3 separate regions of the Sus scrofa genome follow, and all the other regions are linked to region 3. The links are chromatin contacts, called in public Hi-C maps. All regions are on one chromosome and are shown on one strand. The core of a region is the stretch at or near the end of the contact, and the rest is flanking DNA. Distances in the headings are between cores, read along the strand shown. Region 1 has its middle 98 kb from the start of TMEM100. Region 2 overlaps LOC110256030 (a long non-coding RNA gene). Region 3 has its middle 120 kb from the start of MMD.

Region 1 (3,558 bases), core at 689-3,188, 74 kb before region 3:
TATGCGCCCTGGATTTTCAGTGATAGATGGTCCCAATGTCAGCTTACGTATTTGATGTTGGTTCTGAACCTTTTTTACTGCGTTTAGAATTCAGAGTATGACCAGTAAATAGAAGAAAGCTCGACTTTGTCTTTGAAGACTTATAGCATTTAACTTCCAGGAAAAGTATTTCCAGACACTGCATATAAAAATGCCATTAATATTGTCTAATCAGTATCTGTAGAATTCCTTGGTTACCCCTTCTGAAACATAAGAGCACTTTTTTTTTCTTTTTAGGGCCATACCTGCAGCATATGGAAGTTCCCAGACTAGGGGTCAAATTGGACCTGCAGATACCAGCCTATGCCACAGCCACAGCAATGCCAGATCTTAGCTGTGTCTGCCACCTACACCACAACTCACAGCAACACCAGATCCTTAACACACTGAGTGGGGTCAGGGATCGAACCCACATCCTCATGGATACCAGTGTGCTTTTTAGAAAGTGCATTTCCTATGGTACTGCTCTCTATGGTACACACACGCACACACACACATGCACACACAATGGGATTTGATTGTGATATAATTACTTTCTTACTTTATTGACATATTTTTCTTCTTGTGACTATATATATGACATCTTAAGGAATTGACATACTTCATAAATTAATACAGAGCTATCATTTAGATGAGCTAATAGTATGTTATTTAAACTTAATATTACCTATAGAGAGTCATCTAACCTAGTGCTTCCCAACTTTTCCCCAGTCCTTTCATATTATGGCGAACACAAAATAAGATATGGACAGCACACTTGTGTACTTGGATGAAGCTGCTCACAGAGGTCACTGCCTTGGACTCTGACCATTTCAGGCTGTGAGACCTAAAGGAGACAAGATGTTCACACATCTATAGTCAGTTTGACACAGAGACACACACACCAGTTGGGAAGCCCTTCTTAAGTCAAAAATTGAGTATTGTCAGGTGTTCAATTTAATAACAATTTATTCCTATTCACAAAACAGAAATAGATTCAAGGACATGGAGAAAAGACTTGTGGTTGCCAAGGCAGAAAGTGAAGGATGTGGGATGGATGAAGAGTTTGGGGTTGGTATATGCAAAATATTACATTTAGAATAGAGAAGTGATGAGTTTCTACTGTACAGCACAAGGAACTATATCCAACCTCTTATGGTAGAACATGATGGAAGATAGTATGAGAAAAAATGTATATATGTGAGTGTGTGTGTATATATATATGAATGGGTCACTATGCTGTACACCACAAATTGGCACAACACTGTAAATCAACTATACTCTAATTAAATAACCATTTACTGAGTGTTTATTACATGTCAAACATGGGGTCTAGGTGCTAGGTACACAGAGATGAATAAAAGAGTACCACTGCCTTCAAAGAATTCATAGTCTAGGCCATTTCGCACAGAAAATCATTTTCGTTCTTTGTGCAAATCTAATTGGTTGATAATGACCATGGAACTACCAGTCAAGAAAGCTTCTGAAGCCTCCGAAGGGGAAAGCTATGATCATTTAACAATACCCGCCACGTGGGAAACCAGGGAAAGTAGCAGAAGCATACAAGCCACATAGTTGCCAACTCTGTTCCTTTAACTCAAGTCTATGATATTATTTAAAGCCCATTATGGGTTCTACTTTCAATTGTGCCATATTATTCATATTGTGTTTTCAGTATCCTCCCAGTAATTACCATTGTGTTTAGTAATCAACAGCACTGATTTACGCAAGTTACTTTCAAGTCGATCACTCCGGCACTTAAGAACAATAGCTTTGAATGGAGTTCTTTCCTGGGAGAATGTTAAATGTTTCCGAGTTCAGATATCCAAGGAAAGGCGGCTCCCTGTGTATAAGGGAGGAGAATGAAAAGTTTTCTGGCAGCTGGACCAAGATAAAGTGTTCAAATAAGTGCTGTTGTGACTTGGGAGTGAATGGGAGTAACTTGCTGTTTCCTGCCTAAAATTGTACTGTTGGACGCATTCAGCTGCCTTACGCAGCGAGCTTTTAATGACTGATATAAATCCTGATAGAGTCCTCAAGGGATCAGAAATAACCTTTAGCCATTCTGTCTGCAAACAATAGCAGGACTGCAAAGGAAAGGTAGCTGCTGCAAGTGGTTCCAAGGGAACTCCTTTATGTCCAGTTTAGTGCCTAAACCTCACGCCACTATGCTAGTTGACCATGGATCTGAGTTCCAACTCAAGATCTTTAACTGCCAAGGTCAAAATCTAAATTCTCATTTTTTTCAACAGATTAAAGGCTGGACCCAAAGCTCAGGAAGGGATGGAAGGAAGGGTTGAACCTGTTAGTGCACAGCGCTATGGTCTTGACAGAAATTTGAAGGAGAAAGTAGAAGAAAACTGCCCCTTATAACATGTGTACTCTGCACCAGGTGCTGTAGATCTTACTCTAAATGTAAAGAAAGTAACTGGGGCGGGGGGGGGCTTTTTTGTTTAGGGATGCACCTGCAGCACATGGAAGTTCCCAGGCTAGGAGGGAATTTGAGCTGCAGCTGCCAGCCTACACCACAGCCACAGCAACACCATATCCAAGCCACATCTGCGACATACACCACATCTCACAGCAACACTGGATACTTTAACCCACTGAGCAAGGCCAGAGATCAAACCTGCATCCTCATGGACACTAGTCAGGTTCTTAACCCACTGAGCCACAACAGGAACTCCAGGAAGTAACTTTTAAATACAGGCAGGTGGCTTTTGAAGATGTTCACAGACTCTTGGACCAGGAAAGGGGAACAGTAACTATTGCTCATAGTTGTGACATAAGAACCCTAAAAGGCAGTTCTCAGAAGCACTATGCAAAAAAAGACTCAAGTCAGAAACAGATAGATCACCTGCAATCTAGACACCAGGTCCCTATAGGGGAGACAAACAAAATTCAGGTTTGAAGATTAAAATGGCAGGGATCTTTCAGCTTCTCATCATTCCAGACCTGACTCTCAGAATCTCAGCCAAGACCAGAGATGAGGCACCCACCCAATGTGCCCATGAGAGAAATTCAATAGGTCCTGCCAATTTAAAACATTTCAGTGAGACTGTAACTTCCTTAAGGGAGGTGATGAAATGAATGAACAAGGTCAAATTCACTTTCCCATCGCACTGTCATTCTACTATTAGGGTGTTTAAAATTTATTCCATTGAAAATATTGGTAGAGATTGACTTCACTGTTTTCTTCCCAATTTTTCAAAAATTAAAACAATAACTGGAAAAAGGTAAAGCAATTTCAGAAGGAAAAGAGCATATGGGAAGAAGACACTGAGCATTACATTTCTTTGGGGTTGCTTCTCCTCTGCTTTCATCAAGACTCATAAAGTTGCCTTCGTTTTAAGTAGGAATGGCATAACAAGTTCACTCCCATCTGTCATTAGTTGCAGAGACCTGTTTATGAAAAGACTTTATTAACTGATGTAATTGGATTCTCTTGAGAAACACAGAAACCTCAGTTTAGGAACTGTCTGTGTATATAATCATATGATAAACAGAGATGCTAATGCTGCATCGCCAATGGACAAAGAT
Region 2 (3,269 bases), core at 97-2,596, 100 kb before region 3:
CAGTAAAGGTGGCCCTCTGACCATCTGGCACAAGGACACATAGGGGAGAAGTCACTCATGGGTCAGAATGATATTTCCAGAAGCATCATCTTTGGAGAATAAAACCTTCATGGACTGGATGACAACAATGGCAGGATGTTACTCAAATAAAAATGCTCAACAAATTGTGACTTTAAGGGACCTCCTTGCATCCCAAGTGTTCCTAGCATTGGTCTTCCTGAGAGTTAACATCTTATCCGCAGTCCCTTCAGTGTCTGTTTTATATTAGAAATTATGCACTTTGCATCATTCACTGGACTTTAGAAATAGAATCTAAATTAAATTAAAACATTTACATCTAACAGTCTTTCACATTCCTGGGGTTCAAAGCAGGGCAAGTATCAGAAGGTGGCAGCTTTTGATGGTGTCTCATTTCTCACAGGGGTCCAGACAGTTAGCCATGAGTCATTTGACCTTGCTTTTCCACCTGTGAAAGGAAAGCAGGGTTTATTGACATAACTCCAAAAGTTTGGAGAGCAATCATGATTATCAGAAAGCATTCAGAAGCAGGGAGAAAATTCCATTCCATGATGAAGATTTCCAGGCATAATGACAAGGATAAAGTCTATTTCCATTAATCACCTTATGAAATAATTCATGAAGAGAATAATTTAGGAGGGCCTACAGGGATATGCATAACAGATGTATATGTTGCCAGTGCTCTCTAGGCATCATCAATAAAGGCTGGAGGAGTTCCTTGGTGACTCAGTGGGTTAAGGATCTGGCATTGTCACTGCTGTGGCTCAGGTTTGATCCCTGCCCCGGGAATTTCTTCATGCTCTGGGCTAAGCCAAAAATTAATTAATTAGTAAATAGGCTGGAACTAAAACACTGTAAAAAGAAGAGTCAGACCAGCTCATTGCACTGCTGAGATTCTCAGGAACAGAATCTATTTTCTATTCTTCTTCACTTCTGCAGAGAGAACATTTCTCACTAGAAAGAACAGTGAATTTTCTAGTACAAGTCATTGTCCTAGCTTGTAATCTATGTTCCCCAGTGGGAACCATCTCTGAGCCCCACCCCTTCCCCGCAGCACTTGGCAGCCCCTTGCCACAGAAGTGGAGCAAAGGCCAAGGCTGTGGCTGACCCTCCTCACGTAGCTCTGGCTCTGCCAGGGCAACAGGAACAATCTGTGATGAACGAGGACAAAAACCAAGTCTGATGACAAGGAAATAAATCAACCAACCAGTACTTCTTTCCCCAAATGAATTTCTGAATTTGGCTTTCTGTTCTCAGAGGCGTAACTGGCTGTAGAACTGGGAGGCTGATGTGCTCCATTCATAGCCGAGGAGCAAACTCAGCCAACCAACCGGACCAGAGCTGTGGGCTGGGGAAGCAGAGTGGGTGGTGAATGAGGATTATCTTTGATCTCTTCCCGTCCACTCTCCCACTAGATGACTCCACTTTACTAGTAAACACTGGTCATATTCCCATCACTGAGCCAGCTCTGGGGATTGTCAGAACTCTTGTGGTAACACCAGAATTTAGTTTCTGTAAAAACTGGAGTGAATAAGTCTTCTGAGAGAGTCTGAAGATCTTACTAGTTTAGACACTCAGCCCCCTCAAGCAACATAGATGGCAGATTTCACTTATCTGGACTTGGGTCTTAAATACATTCAGAAGCCTGCATTCAGAAATATAGCTTCTTTGTTTTATTTGTAGGAAACATTCCATTTTTAGCCTCCAAATCTTCTTTTGAGTTTCTCACAAGATTTTTTTTTTCCCCCATGCACATGCTGGAGAGAGAAAGAGCTCCATTTCCTGGAGCCAGTGGGTGGTGTCAGTGAGAAAACGGCTACTGAGGCGGGAGCCAGAGGCCGTGGGTGGCTGGGAAGAAGACAGGGTGGAACCAGCAGCCCACAGTCTCAGGGTCAGATTCAAACAGGAATTGTTCTCCTCTCTCTGCCTGGAAATTTTTTCAAGGGGCCTTTGCACTATAACACTGTTCACTACTCAAAAAGAATAATGTTTGTTAGGGGGGAGATAAGCCTATACCCTATACTTTTATGGCAATAAACTAAGACACAGGAAAAGCCCTTTGAGGCCAGCACTTTCATTTTTGCAGCTAGAACTCTGAGGCAAAGAGAGAGAAGATCCCTTGTCTAAGGACTCACAGGGAAAGGTGTGACTAGATCACCAGTTGTCAGCTTCTTTCCAGGCTCCACACCCTCCCTCTCCTTAAAGCCCACACTGGTGACTCCCAGTGGATCTCCCCAGAGGTTTCTGCCTCCGTGTCTCACTCTGGAAGTTTGCCCAGCTTCTCTGCAGGGAGATGAGTTGCCAACAAGGTGGCTAGAGGGAATGTCTCAGGGCTCTGACTCATGAACCCCAGAGGAAAGCACCTTCCCTCTCAGTCATGAGGAACCACATGACAGTGATCCAGAAGGTGGCAAGAGTCTAGATTAAACTGTCTTGTGCCAGCCTCTGCTAAAGTTGAGCTCTAAGAGGATCAACAGCAAGAGCCATGGGAAAAGGAAGCAGGGGAAGGGGAAAGGGAGAGGGGGAAAGAAGGAGCTGAAGACAGGAAGGGTGAGGAAGAATGGTAAGGGGGGTAAGAAGATGGAGCATAGAGGAGAAAAAAAATGAAGAGAAGGAAGACAAGGAAAGGGGTTACTAAATAAGAAAGAGAATTGACTACGTCTCTTTTTGGTTATTGGTTCAGAAATTCTGAAGCTGAGAATCATGGGAAGTCTGTTGCCTGCTCCAAGAAGACTCTGGGTTCATTGCATCTAGAGATCCAATTTGCATTCTGAGCAGTCAGGAAGATCAAATACCTACCTACTGAATGCTGAGAAGACGGTGGAGCCAGTCCCCTCATTTCCTGACCTTTGGCAGTCAACCCCTTAAATTGTACTAAGAGTGGACACTCCATAAATTGTACTGGACATTCCACAAATTGCATTAAGGGTGCTCCCCGGTCTTGTTCCAAACTCAACTGGATTGGGGCTTAGAGAAAATGTTTCAGGCATGGATTTTCTTCAGTAACTTTGCAGCCAGAAACACCACCAAGAAGCCTCTGAACCTCTTAAACAGATGTGTATGTTACTGTACTTTGTACTGCCAGGATCTGTCCCCAGTTTCACTTTGCCAAAGTCTGTGGGTGCCTTTGAACTCCAAATGGCTTCCAGATTTTGTGTGAGTGCTGTGAGTGGCAGCATTCAACCAGAAATGCCTGGCGCTGCATGAACAGAAATAGCTCCAGGGGCTAAGGAGCTGCTATGCTCCCTGAT
Region 3 (3,337 bases), core at 763-3,262:
TATAGTTGATGTACAATGTTGCTTTCATTTCAGATGTGCTGCAAAGTGATTCAGTTAGATATAGGTAGATATAGATATAGAAATAACTCAGATTTTTTTAAAAAAAGTTTCTGGATATAAGTGATATCATAGGGAACTATATCTAGTCACCTGTGATGGAGAATAATGTGAGAAAAAGAATATATATACATATATGTATGACTGGGTCACTTTGCTGTATAGCAGAAATTGACAGAACATTGTAAATCAACTATAATGGAAAAAATTAAAATCTTACAGAAAATAAATTAATCTAAAAAAAATAAAATAAAAGTAAGTTTGACTCCAGGAAGAAGGAGCCAAGAAGAGTGTGAATATGACTAGAGTAGGGAGAAGGGTACCTATTCCCACACAGCCCCACTGGCTGGGAGTCTGTCACCAGGGCCAGGGGCAGGAAGGCCAGGAACTGATGCAGCTGTTCTTTCATGACAGCGACATTCTAAGCAAGAAATGAAGCACAGAAGCTGCCTGAATTGTTCTCAGAAAGCTTTGTGAGACTCTGAATACAGGTAGGGCTACTTCACACCCCAGGTGCTATGGTCCCACCCAGCTAAGAAGAAAGCCTTCTTTCCTCCTTCCAGAACCGAGTAGTGCCCACACCCCTGAGAATACAGGTGAGCACTCTGGAGCTCACCTATGCAGCTACAGCAGTGCTGAGGCTTCATTTTGAGAGCAGCACACATGGCCAGCTAGGGTGGGAGCAGAAGAAAAAAAACATGCAAAAGTAACACTCCTCAGGAACTAACAGAAGCAGAAATAGGGTAAGAGGTGCAGAGTTCTGGGGTGGGGACATGGGAGAAACACGGTCATTAAAATGATATTCTGTTTTCATAGGCTTGGGAGTTCCTTGGCATCTGACTGACATTTGTTATTTTGTTGTGTTCTCACAATAACCATGAGGGATTGTTGTTCCTGTTTCAAAGATGAGGCCACTGAGCCCCACTGGGGTTAATCAGCTTGTCAGTTACACATGTAAAGTTAAGAGGTAACACCCAACCCAGATCTTCAAGGCCTGCACTTTCTCCCACTAGAGTAGCCCATTCCAATTCCAGTTTCAAAGCAGCAAATCAGAACTCAGGAGGCTATAAGAAGATGCCCAAAGAATTTTTAAAAAGAATGAGAAGGAGTTCCCTGTGGCCTAGCAGTTAAGGATTTTGCATTGTCACTTCTGTGGCGCAGGGTTCCATTCCTGTGCCAGATGGTTTCACAGGCCTGGCCAAAATAAATAAATTAATTAAAAAGATGTTAAAGCCACAATTTTCCCATGAAAGAGAATAGCGGAAAACAATAAACAGTGGAACTCAAGATCATTGGAGGCCATAAAAATGGGCAAACAGCCGCCAATACACTCACGTACTTGAGGAAAGCTATCCTGTTCTTATAATGGTGTGATGAGATTGCAATCAGCCCTGAGTCACCAAGTAAAATTTAAGTTTCATCTCTTACCTTTATGGTACCAATAAAAATTATGAAGAATTGAGGAAAGATTTTTAACTGGTAATTCATATCAAAGGTTTGGTGCCGGAGTAGATATATTCATTCAACAGCATTTTATTGAGCATCTAATATGTGAAGTATGCTCAGGCAGTATTCTAGGTACTGGGGATGCAGTAGGAAACAACACCATTGGGGATACAATAGGAAATAACACAGAGCAAAATCCTTGACCTAATAGAGCTTTCAGTGAATCTTGTATAAAATTTCTAAGTGTCAGATAAATAAATTGTTTTTTACCCTGCTTTCACTATTAATTTGTACTCATCTCTACACCTTGTAAGTCTGAGCTAAACCATTTGTAAACTAGGCAATGTGTCTTTCCTCTCCTGTTAGGCCATAAATCATGTCCTCCATTCTTGCAACAGCCACCACAGCACTTAGCTCCTCCTAGGGCCCCACACACAGTCTGAACTCAATCAGCATGGTTGTGCTGGGCTCCACGACAGTTACAAAAGAGGAGAGATCATGTTCCACCAAGTCACATCCAGGATTCAGAAACCCAGAGCCCATTTGGATCAAGAGAGGAACGTTTACAGAGGGACCAGTGCCCAGGCTTGTCTCCAGCTAACACGTGGGAAAGTTACATAACTGCCCTTTCTCAATCACTTCCCCAACTAGGCTTTAGTTGAAAGGTCAAAGGTTCACCTTGCCTTTGCAAAGCCACCTCTGCCTTAGAATTGCCTCCTGCCATTGGAGTAAATGAAGTAAAAAAGGAGTAAATAAAGATGCTGAGTTCACGTTGGAACTGTTCCTTCAGGTTCACTGAGCTCTCAGCTTAGAGTCAAGGTCTCACTTTCTTCCCTGAGACCTGCCTCTTCCCTTGTCCAGCTGCCAGAGAAACAGACTGCTCCTGCCAGATTTCAGAAACTGCCGTCTTTGAATGGTGCAAAAAGTCAGACTGTGTTTTGGTACAAGCTTGAGAAAGCTCTGGGGATCCTGCTTAGGAGGAGATCAGCCAAAACAAAACGTTAGGAGGGAGGGAGAGGGGAGGCTCTTTGATCCAATATCAAATCCCACCACTGACGCCTTTGAACTAGGGCGATGGAATGAAGTTCTCCCATCCTGAGCTGTGTGAATTGGATTCCATGTACCTTCTGCCTTTCAGAATTAGATGCACAGCAGGGGAATGAATGGCAAGCGTGTGGGCAGTATTTTCTGAACTGGCTGAGTTAGTGAAGCAGTTGGAGGGGGCAGGTAAGGGGGATTTAGAAACGGGGGTCTGAGCAAGGAGACTCTCCACCCACCTCTTTGTAGTGCTGATAAGAACCATATTGTTTGGGAGGTGGAGAAAGGAGGAGGGCTCCCTGTTTCCAAGGCTTTGCACTCTTTGCCTTAGAGTCAGTGGGGAGCCTTTGAAGAAAGATTCCCCCACCCCATTCCCCACCCAGGGCCTGGGGAAGGACTTGGGACAGATCAATGTGCTGGAAACAGTTACAGCCCAGTTGCTGTTTGGCTCTCCACTTCCAGGGAAATGAGAGCTGTGTTTTTGATTACTTTGCTCTTATCACATCAGGCTGTTCTCTATTAGAAGCAGTTTCATTTCCAAGAAACCTGTTTTGCTTCTCCTCCCTTGTGGTCTTCTGGGGCCCTGCCTCCTCTCTGTCCCCACCTCCTCCCTCACCAGGTCACCCCTCACCCCATCTACTACTGCATCATCTCCTTGTCTATCAAGGAAATAAGCTGATACTTGGCCCCAGCTAATACCAGATCCAGAAAACAGAAAGATTAAAGTTCCATCAGTGGCTGCAGCTGATGGAGAAATATCACACCCCCCCTTGCCTTCTATGGGTTACTACCTTCT

Evidence for each region. A called contact is a pair of places that touch in the nucleus more often than the background predicts.
Region 1: a Hi-C map of retroperitoneal adipose tissue shows a contact between it and region 3, with 2.3 times the contacts expected there. The contact joins two enhancer-like sites. A contact is called at or near these places in 4 of 47 Hi-C or Micro-C datasets (heart right ventricle, retroperitoneal adipose tissue and skeletal muscle) and 1 of 2 datasets of contacts at active chromatin or transcription factors (skeletal muscle).
Region 2: a contact with region 3 is called in a Hi-C map of subcutaneous adipose tissue, with 4 times the contacts expected there. The contact joins two enhancer-like sites. A contact is called at or near these places in 7 of 47 Hi-C or Micro-C datasets (embryonic fibroblasts, heart right ventricle, mesenteric adipose tissue and 3 more) and 2 of 2 datasets of contacts at active chromatin or transcription factors (alveolar macrophages and skeletal muscle).

The regions. Positions count from the first base shown.
Region 1 is chr12:31,914,406-31,917,963 of Sscrofa11.1, reverse strand. No RefSeq gene overlaps it. Among named protein-coding and RNA genes, the nearest start is that of TMEM100, 98 kb to the left of the region's middle. Within about 2 kb of position 1,938, at least 5 of the 83 cell types and tissues checked have an H3K27ac peak or open chromatin away from gene starts, as enhancers often do. A contact at or near this core is called in retroperitoneal adipose tissue, where this site is marked.
Region 2 is chr12:31,944,073-31,947,341 of Sscrofa11.1, reverse strand. LOC110256030 (a long non-coding RNA gene) reads left to right here. Exons shown (of 3, transcript XR_002337188.1): 3 at 2,702-3,269. Among named protein-coding and RNA genes, the nearest start is that of TMEM100, 68 kb to the left of the region's middle. Within about 2 kb of position 1,346, at least 31 of the 83 cell types and tissues checked have an H3K27ac peak or open chromatin away from gene starts, as enhancers often do. A contact at or near this core is called in mesenteric adipose tissue, retroperitoneal adipose tissue, skeletal muscle and 1 more, where this site is marked.
Region 3 is chr12:31,840,371-31,843,707 of Sscrofa11.1, reverse strand. No RefSeq gene overlaps it. Among named protein-coding and RNA genes, the nearest start is that of MMD, 120 kb to the right of the region's middle. Within about 2 kb of position 2,012, at least 24 of the 83 cell types and tissues checked have an H3K27ac peak or open chromatin away from gene starts, as enhancers often do. A contact at or near this core is called in mesenteric adipose tissue, retroperitoneal adipose tissue, skeletal muscle and 1 more, where this site is marked.